Linked DNA regions of Mus musculus: regions 1 and 3 are each linked to region 2. The links are chromatin contacts, called in public HiChIP or PLAC-seq maps. All regions are on one chromosome and are shown on one strand. The core of a region is the stretch at or near the end of the contact, and the rest is flanking DNA. Distances in the headings are between cores, read along the strand shown.

Region 1 (4,017 bases), core at 19-2,518, 640 kb after region 2:
TACAACATGTCTACCTTTCTTATTAAATCGTAAGCTAAGTAAGATGCCCTCTGCAATAAAGCCCTGTTAAATTGCATTTTACGAGCAAAGCACAGATCAACCTACCAAAGTGCCCCAGTCTCTCTTTGCCTCACTCCTTTTCTTCTTAACATGGAAATATGATGGACCAGAATAGAAACTGCACACCAGTAGAGTACTAGAAACATTTTGCTTCACCTCCTTATCATTTTGTTTTCCGTTAAAAAAAAAAAAATGTTCTTTATGGATTTCAAAACAAAGACCCTCTCTACATCCACTCTACACACCACACATCCCAAAGAGAAGACCTCAAACTTCTGCTTTTGGCCGCTCAACGGGAACGAGGGATGCAGACAGACAACTCAAGTAGCTATCAAAATGCCAACAAGCAAACTGACTAAAGTTTTGCGCTTTCAAACTCCCATTTACCACCAATGTAAACAAACAAACAAACAAACAAACAAAAGAATACCTTTTCTTCTCCTTAATCATTGTGAGACACTCAAGCCACAGAGAACATCTCAAGCAGCTTAAAATTTGTTCTTCAAGCATTTTCCCCCGCAACCACTGTCCTGGAACATTTCTCAGGCTCCAGAGATCTGTGTGTTTAACGTCCTTCGAGCATCAGGTCCTTGGCGATAGGATAGGGGTTTGGCTGTGGCTCCGGTGCCCCATAAGCTGTGTCACTCCCTCTCCCTCTGTGTCCGAAAGGTGACTGCGGTCACAGAACGCTCCTCGGTCCTCGTGGTCATACTCCCCTTGGTCCATGCGGTCCACAGCACCTCCTGTGTCACCTGGTAATCCACGACCCGCACCAACAGGGACCTGGGTGTGTTTTCGGGGTCCTCGGGCTGGGCCCCCGGGGCCGTGGCAATGCGCCTGCGGGAAAGCTTTGGTTTCCGTTTGGAATCGTAGTGGTCTCCAATCGTCGGGGGAAGGTTCTCGCTGTCCACCAGCCCTGCGCAAGCAGAGTCCGCCTGTGTTCCCAACCACCTCTCCGGGTGCAGAAGAAAGAGCACTTTCTCTCTGACCCAGGACTGGCAATCCAAATTCTTTCCCTTCTGCTTTCTCAAGTTCCCACTTGCTATTGATTGGGCACTTCCCGCCTCCGCCAGCGCAGGATTAGGGGAGCCAGAATCCAAGGGTGGCCCACACCCCTCCCGGCGCGGAGAGCACTCAGAGCGCCCTTGGGGTCTGCCCAGCTCCATCCCGGAGGGTAGATAGTTCATGCGTCCACGTTTCTTCAGTTCTGGGAGGAAAACTCCAGCTAAACTCGGAGGGCGGTGCAAGCACTGGGTGTGGCTTGAGCGAGGCACTGACTAGAGGAGCAGCCTGAGGCCACACTGCGAATTTCCGCCTCCTATCTTGGTTTACTTTCAGTCTTTAGACCTTATTGATCTCCACCCACTTCAAACACAGTCTTAGATCCTCTTTTCCCATCCCTAGGACTTAGCCGCGATTCTTTTATGATATATTTGGCTCCAGCCCAAACTGCCTAGTGAGGTCTCCATTCTTTTTTTTCCAAAACTGAAAGTATGGGTGCTAATGACCTTCCCAAATTCTCAAAGCATTATTTCTTATTTTGTATCTGCGGCTGTTTAAGCATGAAGGAACAAGTAAGCTTGATTTTTATTTTTAAATTTTTATTTTATTTTACTTTTTGAGACCGTTTCTCTGTATAGCCCCTAGTATCCACCCTGTAGACCATGCTAGCCTGGAACTCACAGAGATCTGCCAGCCTCTGCCTCTGAATGCTGGGATTAAAGGCTTGCACCACTACCAGGCAACATTCGTTTGGTTTTTAATCATCTGATTTAATTAAAGTCTTCTGAAAAGAATACTTTTTCATTTGAGAAAAGGTCTCAAGCTGTAGTGCTGGTTGGCCTGGGACTCACTGGCTAGCTTGACTGTCCTTGAACTCCTTGGAAAGCCCACTTCCCCAGCAAGAATGTGTGCTAGAAAAGATTTCCTGTCCACTTTAAATCCTTCCATCCTCTATGGTACCTCTAGGTCTATGGAATGATCTCTCAGGATCATTCCTGGAACAGTTCAAGTCTTAGGGAACAGGGCTGTGAGTTCATACTTTTGCTTTGGAACACTAGGATCTGTGGGGACAGGGGTCACCTTTGTCTGTGTTTTAGTTGTCATCATCACATGTCTGGAAAAGGGGCCTAGTGCTTTGACTTGAAACAAACTTCTAGAACAGAACCAAAACAAACAAGAACAAATCACTAAAAGGCGCTTCAGAGTTTACGTTCTTGTGCCTTTGTAGGTCCCCCTCCCATTCGACATGAGCTTCCCTTTTAATCTCATGATAACAAACACATACATATGTTCCTATGTGTGCATTTACCTCTAAGCTTATGGATATGCCTATGCCACAATAGTCTATGCCTGAAGTTCATGGAGAACACTAGTCAATAGGAGAAAAGACTCTTATGTGTCCGTTCCAGTCCATCCTTGGTAGTAGCTGTTTGTTTTACTGGAAAATGCTGTTTTCCTGTCTGGTTTAGCAAAATGATTTAGCCATGATTGTGAGTATTTCTGCTCTTACATGAAAGTCTGAACAGCATGGGGGAAAAGACATCCTGGTATCAGCATGGACTCTGGTCTTGCTGTGGGCTGGCTGGCCACTGCTACCCCACATCTCACATTCTTGACTGCCTTAGATGAGAATGGATTTAAGCACTTTAAACTCAGTTATCCTTCACAATGAAATAAGGAGGTGCTATGATGTCTTTGGTATCTTTGAGAATTCTTAAGCATGTTGACTCTGGTCAGACACCAATAAATAGGAGACCCTGGTTTCTATTATGATACGTGTTTGCTCATGACCAACATCTCATTTATTTCCTTATAAGATTGTAAGGCTCTGTCTTGTTCACGTGCTTGACCAGGAAGTACTTAATATGTGCTAAATGCCAGTAGCTGGGTGATGGGACATTTAGAGGAACAAGCCAAACTGCTTATCCGTGTTGTGTTCACTGGAAGTACAGTGACGGACATCAACCAGGAGTCATAGATAACTCAGCTCTAGCATGGGTGAGACTAATCTACAGATCAACATTCTGCCCTGCTCTTGCGGATTTAGTTTTCATTGGTTTGGAGATAAGCTTTGAACACTGATTTGTAGCAAGGCTCTCAGTAATTCTGATTCGGGTGATTCATGAAGCCTAAGAGAAACAGCACAAATTCACAACGGCTGCAGATGCCTACATTAAGTCAGTACAAGAATGGGCCTATTAACAGTTTGGTGTGGATGGGGGGCACCTAATCCTCACTGCTAAGCTATTTGCTACTAAGTGATTCAGGGGGAGGGAAATCATTGTCTTCATTTGTATAACCAATGGTTACTATGGTTTTTATGCCAGGTTCCAATGAATAATCCCATCTAATGGTCACATAGATGACACTGATTAAATTAAATGGATCTCAAATGGTCAGCCCCGGAAACATACATACAAGAACCATTATACAGACTGAGTAGGTTATATTTAGGAACATATGCTTGCATACATATATGCATAAAACTGTTTAACATAAACCCAACATAACTCAAACATCAGGTCAATGCAGATGACAAAAATTTACAGTAATCAAGCCACTCCTGATTAGTCAGGACCACAGAATGAAATCCAGAGCTGAACTATGACCCTGAAGGAACATGGTATACCATTGTTAAAGAATGAGACCATAGAGCAAGGTGGTAGGTGGTAGGCTATAGTATCGTCCAATCATATTTTGACATAAAGAGTTGAGAAAGGGAGTTTCCATCAATCAGGATAAGAGTTGGTTCCTGAGCTTCGGAACATGAATTTAATTTGACCTTGCCAGGGAGGTGGAGAAGTTGTCCTCGAGATGTCTGAACTCAGACAACTGCTTCCTTACAATAGAAGCTATCCAGCTATTGCGAAGTTCCAGATCCCCTAAGGTCTGAGACTTTGAATTTAATTTCTCCCTATGACTAAATGGAGTTTAAAAACACAACGATATTATTTA
Region 2 (3,921 bases), core at 206-2,705:
TCAGGTAACAGAAGTGAAAGAGAAGCACCATCTTAAAGCCTTCAGTTCTGAAAGCCAGAAATTGCAATGATTTGAAGGATATGTAGACATGGAAATATGTCAATAAAACCCCTGCAGAAGTACACAGGATGAGCACATTACAGGAAAAATAACATGATTCTAATTGATCATATTCTCCCGATTATCTACTGTAATATTTTCTAAATTCCAATATAATATGGTAATTGTCACTCTTGATTGCTTTGTCATGTTTCTCTGAGGTACGAATTAGACAACAGAGAACATATGTTCTACCAAACTGCTAGAAATCACTATGGGCAGAAATGTTGCAAAAACACTCTTGTAAATTCCTACAAAATAATTTTTTTTCAAGAAGAAATGTTCTTGCTTCCTTGAATTTGCTCAGTAGTAGCACTGAAATTCTGAACTGGGCCTGATGTACAATTCTTAAAATTTCTAACACTCATTTCTGTAATCCACCCTTTGTCTCATAAATTTGCATCCCTTTATCTAATAGCTTTCAGGATTTATACTTATTGTAACTTTGACTACTTATTATCCAAATTCAGAAGTTTAGATACATTGATGGACAGGCACTGTAGGTTCAAATATAAAAAAGCAGAGCGCATGATGTAGGCACATGGAAGAAAACATCCTTAAATGTTCTTTGGAATTATTATCTTCTGCAGTAGCATAGAATTTCTTTCTGATAGACATTGAATAGTTCCATGAAATCCTAAAATTTTCCAGAAACATTTTTGTTTGCCCCAAACACAAAGTTCTTATGTGCTCTGTCATATAAGATATATACACAATTTATACATGTAATTAATCTTTAAGCTACCAGAATATGTTCACCTATGACCAGAAACAGTATATGTTTTGATTTTTGCTTGTCTTGAATGTATTTTATGGACAACTTATATTTTCAACAAATGATCATCAATAGCACATTTATTTCAAAGTCACTGCTATAATATTCTTTTGATAAATTTAAAATCAGTGGCAAGGATACCTTCATATCCATCTTCTAAAAGCATTTATATCACTGTACAGAAATAGATTTTAAATTAAATCCCTACACTCCTGAATCATTGTCTTAGTAAAGATACCACTAACAGTTCTGCTTGGAAAAAATTCTGAGACATTATTTCTGATTTTAGAGTTTAAAAGTTTCACTCCCATTATCTCTGTACAAAATTATTTTAAAGAAAACAAATAAGCTATAAAATCATGTATATCACTTTATATGAATAAATATAAACAATTGTTCTCAATAAAATTATCAGTATCATTGTGATAACAACCACACATGCAGTAATTAACTGTAAAATTTCACTGTTGTTTAGTTGTAAATGTATTCCATTAGGAACTTGATCTCATAATAAAGGAGGACTACTTACTGCTGGCTTCAGAGTAGAATGAGGTGTTGTCCTGCAGGAAGAAGAAAGGTGACATCAGACAAGAGTCTCAGCTGTCTATTTATACTCTACATAGTTCCTGTTTTGGCACAATCTGCTTATGCAAACTGGTCTTGGTTAACCAAGTATGACACAGGATTTGACATGCCAGATTTTATTGCTGGTCATCTAACTGACATTTTGACATCATGTGATGACTGTATATTAGAAACAAATTTTACTGGCTCTTTCATGCTCTTCTAGTGAATACAATGTATGTATATATTTGCCAGGAAATGCTTCAAAAACTTTTAATCAAATAATTTTTATCTTATCAGAGCTGTGAGGATTTTTTTTCTTTTAAGGGGGCTACAAAGATAACTTGGATTTAGAGTACTTCATGCTCTTACATAGAACAATGAGTTTTGTTTCTTCTAGCTATGTATGATGTGTTACTATTGCTTGTAATTGCAGGGGATTAGACAATTTCTAGTCTCCATGAACACATATTTACATGAGCATAACTTTACTCAAAGGCAAATAGATACACATACATGCACAATTTAACACTAATTGTCCCTTTAGGAATGAGTGTGAAATTATACATTTCATGATCTCTTGAGAATTTAAGATTTCCTCACATAAAGTGAAGTGTCCAAAGCTAATTGTTGAAATTAGGAAATTGTTGAATGCGTTGGAAAATAATTGTTTTCTGTACCTTTGAAAATTTAATGTGATAATGCCTTCAAGAGTATATTGATAAAGAACTCCAGTTACCTTTAAATCCATCAGCATTGGAATATACTTTCTGGTGGAATGGTTTTACACATAATATTGAGCAACTTATTAAATTGCTTTTATTGAGTGTGTAGATCTACACAAGGTTTCATGATTTCTTAGCTTTTTTTCCATGTTACAAAAATGAAGCAGGATAGAATACTGACCCCAAATACCCTGGGCAATGATGTTAAGAATTGTGTTTTGCTAAATAGGAGAGAATAATTTACCAGTCTCAAGTAGTACATACATAGTCTTGAAAGGCATTTCAAGAATCTCTTGCTGCTTTCAGATGAGGGGCTAAAAGTGAAAGACTGCAGTATCTGGCCTCAGAGAAACTCAGGCAGGTAAGCTACATCAGGAAAGTGATTAAGACTGAAGAGAGGTAAACATTTTATTATTGAACAGCAACCCTGCCCCTGCAGATGCTCTTTCTGCTCCACAACCTCAAGAGGAACCAATAATTAATAATTAAGGGCAAATGATGACCTCCAGCAACACATGACAAGAACCCCTCACTTGAAAATGCTGTCTTTTTTTCACTGGATGGTTTTGGCTTCTTTGTCAAAGATCAAGTGACTATAGGTGTGTGGGTTTATTTCTGGGTCTTCTATTCCTTTGATGTTCTCTGTACTAATACCATGCAGTTTTTATCACTATTGCTCTGTAGTACAGCTTTAGGTCATGGATGGTGATTCCTCTGGAAGTTTTTTATTGTTGAGAATGTTTATTTTTTCTATCTTTTTGTTTGTTTGTTTGTTTGTTGTTCCCAATGAATTTGAGAATTGCTCTTTCTGTTTCAGTGAAGAAATTAGTTGGAATTTTGATTTTCAACAAATGGTTCTGGTTCAATTGGCAGTTGGCACATAGAACAATGCAAATTGATCTGTTCTTATCTCCCTGTATAAAGCTCAAGCCCAAGTAGCTTAAGGATCTTCATATAAAATCAGTTGCACTGCATCTAATAGAAGAGAAAGTGGAGAATGTCTGGAACACATGGGCACAGGGGACATTTTCCTGAACAGAACAACAGTGTCTCATGCTCTAAGATCAACAATTGACAAAAGTGACATCATAAAATTGAAAAGCATCTGTAAAGCAAAGGACATTGTCTATAGGAAAAAATGGAGAAAGATCTTTACCAACCCTACATTGAATAGAGGGCTAATATCCAAAATATACAAAGAACTCAAGTAATTAGACTCCAGAGAGTCAAATAACCTTACTTTAAAATGGCGTACTGTGCTAAACAAAGAATTCTGAATTGAGTAATCTCCAATCGCTGAGAAGCACTTAAACCCATTGGAAAAGTTAGAGAAAGGACTGAAGGACCTGAAGGGATTTGCAACTAAATAGGAAGAACAACAATATTACCCAACCAGACCTCAAAGATCTTCCAGGGACTAAACCAAAAACCAAAGAATAAACATGGAGGGACCCATGGCTGCAACAGCATATGTGGCAGATGATGGCCTTGAAGGACTTCAATGGGAGAAGAGGCACTTGGTCTGGAGAAGGCCAGATGCCCCAATATAAGGGAATTCCAAGTTAGGGAGGCAGGAGTAGATGGGTTCAGGAGCACTGTCATAGATGCAGGGAAGGAAGTAATGGGATGGGGGGTTTCTGAAGGGGTAACTAGGAAAGGGGATTACACTTGAAATGTACATAAATATAATACCCAATAGAAATTCTTTAACATACTAAGACATCAGGGAAATGCAAACCAAACGACCCTGAGATTCCA
Region 3 (3,570 bases), core at 104-2,603, 690 kb after region 2:
AAGGTGAAAAATATAATTATAATATAAATATAATTTTTGTTGAAAAGAGTACATAAATTTTTAAAAAATTTATTCTTCTCTCATGCAATACATCTGACCATAGTTTCCTCTCCCACTCCTCAAGTCATGGGTCCCTTTTCTTTCCCCAAACCACTGCTTCTGCGTTTCCTTTCATAAAACAACAGGGCTCCCAGCGACATCAACCAAACATGAGGTAATAAGATGTAATCAGACTAGGCACAAACCATCATATCAAGGCTGGATAATGCAACCCAGAAATGAGGAAAAGGGTCTTCCAAGAGATGGCAAAAGAGCAGGAGATTCTCCTACTCCAACCTTTAGGAATCCCCCCAAAACACCAAGCTAAACAACATATATGGCAGGATGTAATACAGAAAACGCCTACATTGAATCATGAGACAGACATTGTAAGTATCGAAACCAGGGTCATGATTTCTACCTGTTGGGACCACTCAACTTGTGTTAATTTAAAAAAAAAAAAAGAAAGAAAGAAAGAAAGAAAAGAAAAGAAAAATTAAGATAGAAGATAAAAATTCCTTACTGTTCCCAGATCCACAGGAAATCATAGCTTAACAGTGGGTTGGTAGACACCGCTATGACTACAATTATTATGTATGAGATATACTAAATGCAATCAAATGACTTGTGGGCAGCTGTGGGGATATCTTTGGATTAATTAGCCAAGACGAAGAGAAATAAAGTGCTTAAATGAAACCAGCGTAAAGTCGGACGGCGTGACAGCTCAAAGAACATTTTTTTTTTTTTCTTTATGAATCAGCCCGTTCAGACTAGATCGAATCCTTATGGGAGGAGTGGAAAAAGGCGCTCCGCTTCGGTTTGCTTGTTGTTTTCTTGGCCGGTTTACTGAAACTAGTTTAAACCGACTTATCTCAACTTAAGCTGTTCATCTGCGAACCACTAACGAGAGTGAACTTGGGCTACTCTGTCCGTCGCTCCAGGACGAGGTACAGAGATTCAGGAACCAAGACCGGGAGGGTCAGGGGGACTAGAGAGGGAAGATCAATATTTTCACTCCACTCTGGGGTTATCTCAAACAGTTGCCCTAAATGGCAGAGACCTATTCAGACATTAGACATTGCCCCTTAAAAACAAAACAAAACAAAACAAAACGGAGTTTTACCACAAACGCGTGAGGCTCAAATTATCCCCTGGATCTGTCAGCCGCTTTATCGCTTCCTCGACTCTTCACAGTTGCTTCACGGATTCAAAAGGCGCGCTTCTGACTTAATCCGCCCAAACAACCGGAAAAGACGGAGAACTTCCAGGATCTGGGAACCGGAAGCGTCAGTGAGGAACGCAAACACACTTGTGTAGAGAAGGCCGGCCTGCGGAGCGTATGTCTTTACGTCATCAGACGCGCGCCCGCAATGTCCGGATTGGATTGGCTAATCCGAGGGCGGTGTTGGCTACGCCCCCTGATTTGATTGGCTGCCGAGCTCCTGCGGCGAGCGGGTGTGACCCCGGCGTCTGGGTTCGGTTCTGAAGTCCGGGCTTGGTCCGGGTGATCCCCAAACACTGTGAGTAAGCCCGTGCGCTGTGGAGCACGTCAGGCTTGCAGGATTCTTCTCTTATTGGCTTCATCTGCTCCACCTATCTATCTTGCTGTCCTTTCCTTCTTCTTCACGGATTTTCTGTGATAGGAAGCCGCCCCTGCTTGCTCCTGAAATATAGATGGTGACTGACTGGGTTCTCATTTCCCGCCAGGCTGGTGGAATTCGGAGGTCACCGCTGCAAAATGCCTTTCAACAGCGTGCTAGTCTTGTCGCTGTGCGTCCCTGGTTTCCCACGCACGCGCAGAGCAGAGGTTACTTGTTAGAGGTTCACAAGCTCATGTGGTTTCTAGGGTGTTTTTGCTAGAGGTAGTAAGACAGAAAGTTAGGTGACAGAAGGAAAAGATGAAAAGGAAAGGCGCGTCTAACCTGATTTAAAAAACAAAACAAAACACATAGCCTAACTTCTCCGTTTTGCCATTGAGAGCGTGACACATGCGTGTAATTTTCAACCGCCTGCTGATTTTCTTCCAACATAGTTTTGTGCTTAGTTATTTTTTAGGCCAGTCGTTCTCAACCCTCTTAATGCCAAGACCCTTCAGTACAGTGGTGACCCCCAACCATAAAATTATTTTTGTTGCTACATTGTAACTGTAATTTTGACACTTTTATGAATCGTAAATTGAATATTTTTGAAGATGGAGGTTTGCCAAGGAGTTATGACCCACAGGTTGAGAACAGTTGCTTTGGGCTAACAGTTCCTTTATGCTGTTAATTTTCTTGCCTTGTATAGTCACCACCTATGTATATTGAACAGTGTGAGGGGCTAGCTCTTCTGAGGTGTTACTATAACTTTCAAATTAATTACAAAATATTTAGAGAAAGCTCACAACAACAGTAATTGCACAGAGTGCTAGTTTCCACAGACATAATACATCATGTAATTTATGTCCAATAAAGGCTTCCTTTTTCTTTTCTGTGCTGTCATAAATGAATACTCCAGTAAGTTTCAATATGGAATATAGTAGTTCCATTCAATTCATTCGTTTGTTTATATTGTAACACACGTATTCTAACTGTGGATGTTTATGTTTCAGATTCTCTAATGCAAATAAACAGCAGAGAATTCCTATTCTATCTCTCACAATAGAAGCCTTCCCAGAATGGATGTTACCCAGTTTAAGGGGCTAGCATATCTGAGACGTTTCCTGTTTTGAAAGTTTACATTGTAAAGTAATTAGAACAGTATTGCGATGAGTGGCTTATGCGGCTTGTTTGGTGATCCATAATAAGTATTCAATAGTCATCAAGGCTTCACTAAGTTGATAGGTCAGAAATTATATGAAAAATAGAGTTTTAAACTCCCACTGTCCAATGCTGTGTAAAGCACCTGGCTAGGCAGCTGTATTAAAGAAATCTGTATCTGATTTTCTTTTTTTCTTTTTTACAAAATCTTAAGGCTCTACATGTTGAGGTTGTGTGATACTTAAGTATCAAGTAATTGAGGCAGTTTGCTGCTTTCTGTGTGGGTAAATGGCAAGTGCAGTGAACTATGATTTTCTAGGATTTCTAGTACATGAAAATGTAAAATTGGCCAAGACAGAAATAAGTTTGACAGCTACAGAGACCAGATCATAGATACTTTGGTTGCCTGCTTGTCTTATACTGTATTTTCTCCATACACCAATATAAAGTCTACTATAAGCTAGATAATCTATAAATGGGTTTTGAATGCAAATTAATTGAAATATTAAGTTCCAATCTACCACATAATGTAACCCAGCCCCTCAAAAAAAATGTAAAAAAAAAAAAAAGTCAGGCATGGTGGCGCACACCTTTAATCCCAGTACTTGGGAGGCAGAGGCAGGCAAATTTCTGAGTTCGAGGCCAGCCTGGTCTACAGAGTGAGTTCTAGGACAGCCAGGGCTACACAGAGAAACCCTGTCTCGAAAAACAAAACAAACAAACAAAAAACCAACAAAAAACAACAAAAAAAAAATGTAACCTGGCAGAAATTTTGCAGAGAGTATGGTATAGT

The links. HiChIP or PLAC-seq counts read pairs in DNA pulled down with a chosen protein or histone mark.
Region 1: a contact with region 2 is called in an H3K4me3 HiChIP or PLAC-seq map of bone marrow-derived macrophages, with 4 times the contacts expected there. The contact joins the promoter of 9130008F23Rik here to the promoter of Crisp3 in region 2. A contact is called at or near these places in 4 of 39 promoter capture datasets (embryonic stem cells, hippocampal neurons, liver and 1 more), 1 of 484 Hi-C or Micro-C datasets (myeloid progenitors) and 1 of 115 datasets of contacts at active chromatin or transcription factors (bone marrow-derived macrophages).
Region 3: a contact with region 2 is called in an H3K4me3 HiChIP or PLAC-seq map of pro-B cells, with 2.6 times the contacts expected there. The contact joins the promoter of Cenpq here to the promoter of Crisp3 in region 2. A contact is called at or near these places in 2 of 115 datasets of contacts at active chromatin or transcription factors (large pre-B cells and pro-B cells).

What each region holds. Positions count from the first base shown.
Region 1 is chr17:40,879,290-40,883,306 of GRCm38.p6, forward strand. It overlaps 9130008F23Rik (RIKEN cDNA 9130008F23 gene), which reads right to left and starts at 1,269. Exons shown (of 2, transcript NM_027834.3): 1 at 491-1,269. The coding sequence starts at 1,247. The coding sequence ends at 702.
Region 2 is chr17:40,240,833-40,244,753 of GRCm38.p6, forward strand. Crisp3 (cysteine-rich secretory protein 3) reads right to left here and starts at 1,456. Exons shown (of 8, transcript NM_009639.3): 1 at 1,404-1,456.
Region 3 is chr17:40,933,221-40,936,790 of GRCm38.p6, forward strand. Cenpq (centromere protein Q) reads right to left here and starts at 1,354. Exons shown (of 9, transcript NM_031863.4): 1 at 1,163-1,354. Mmut (methylmalonyl-Coenzyme A mutase) reads left to right here and starts at 1,465. Exons shown (of 13, transcript NM_008650.3): 1 at 1,465-1,559.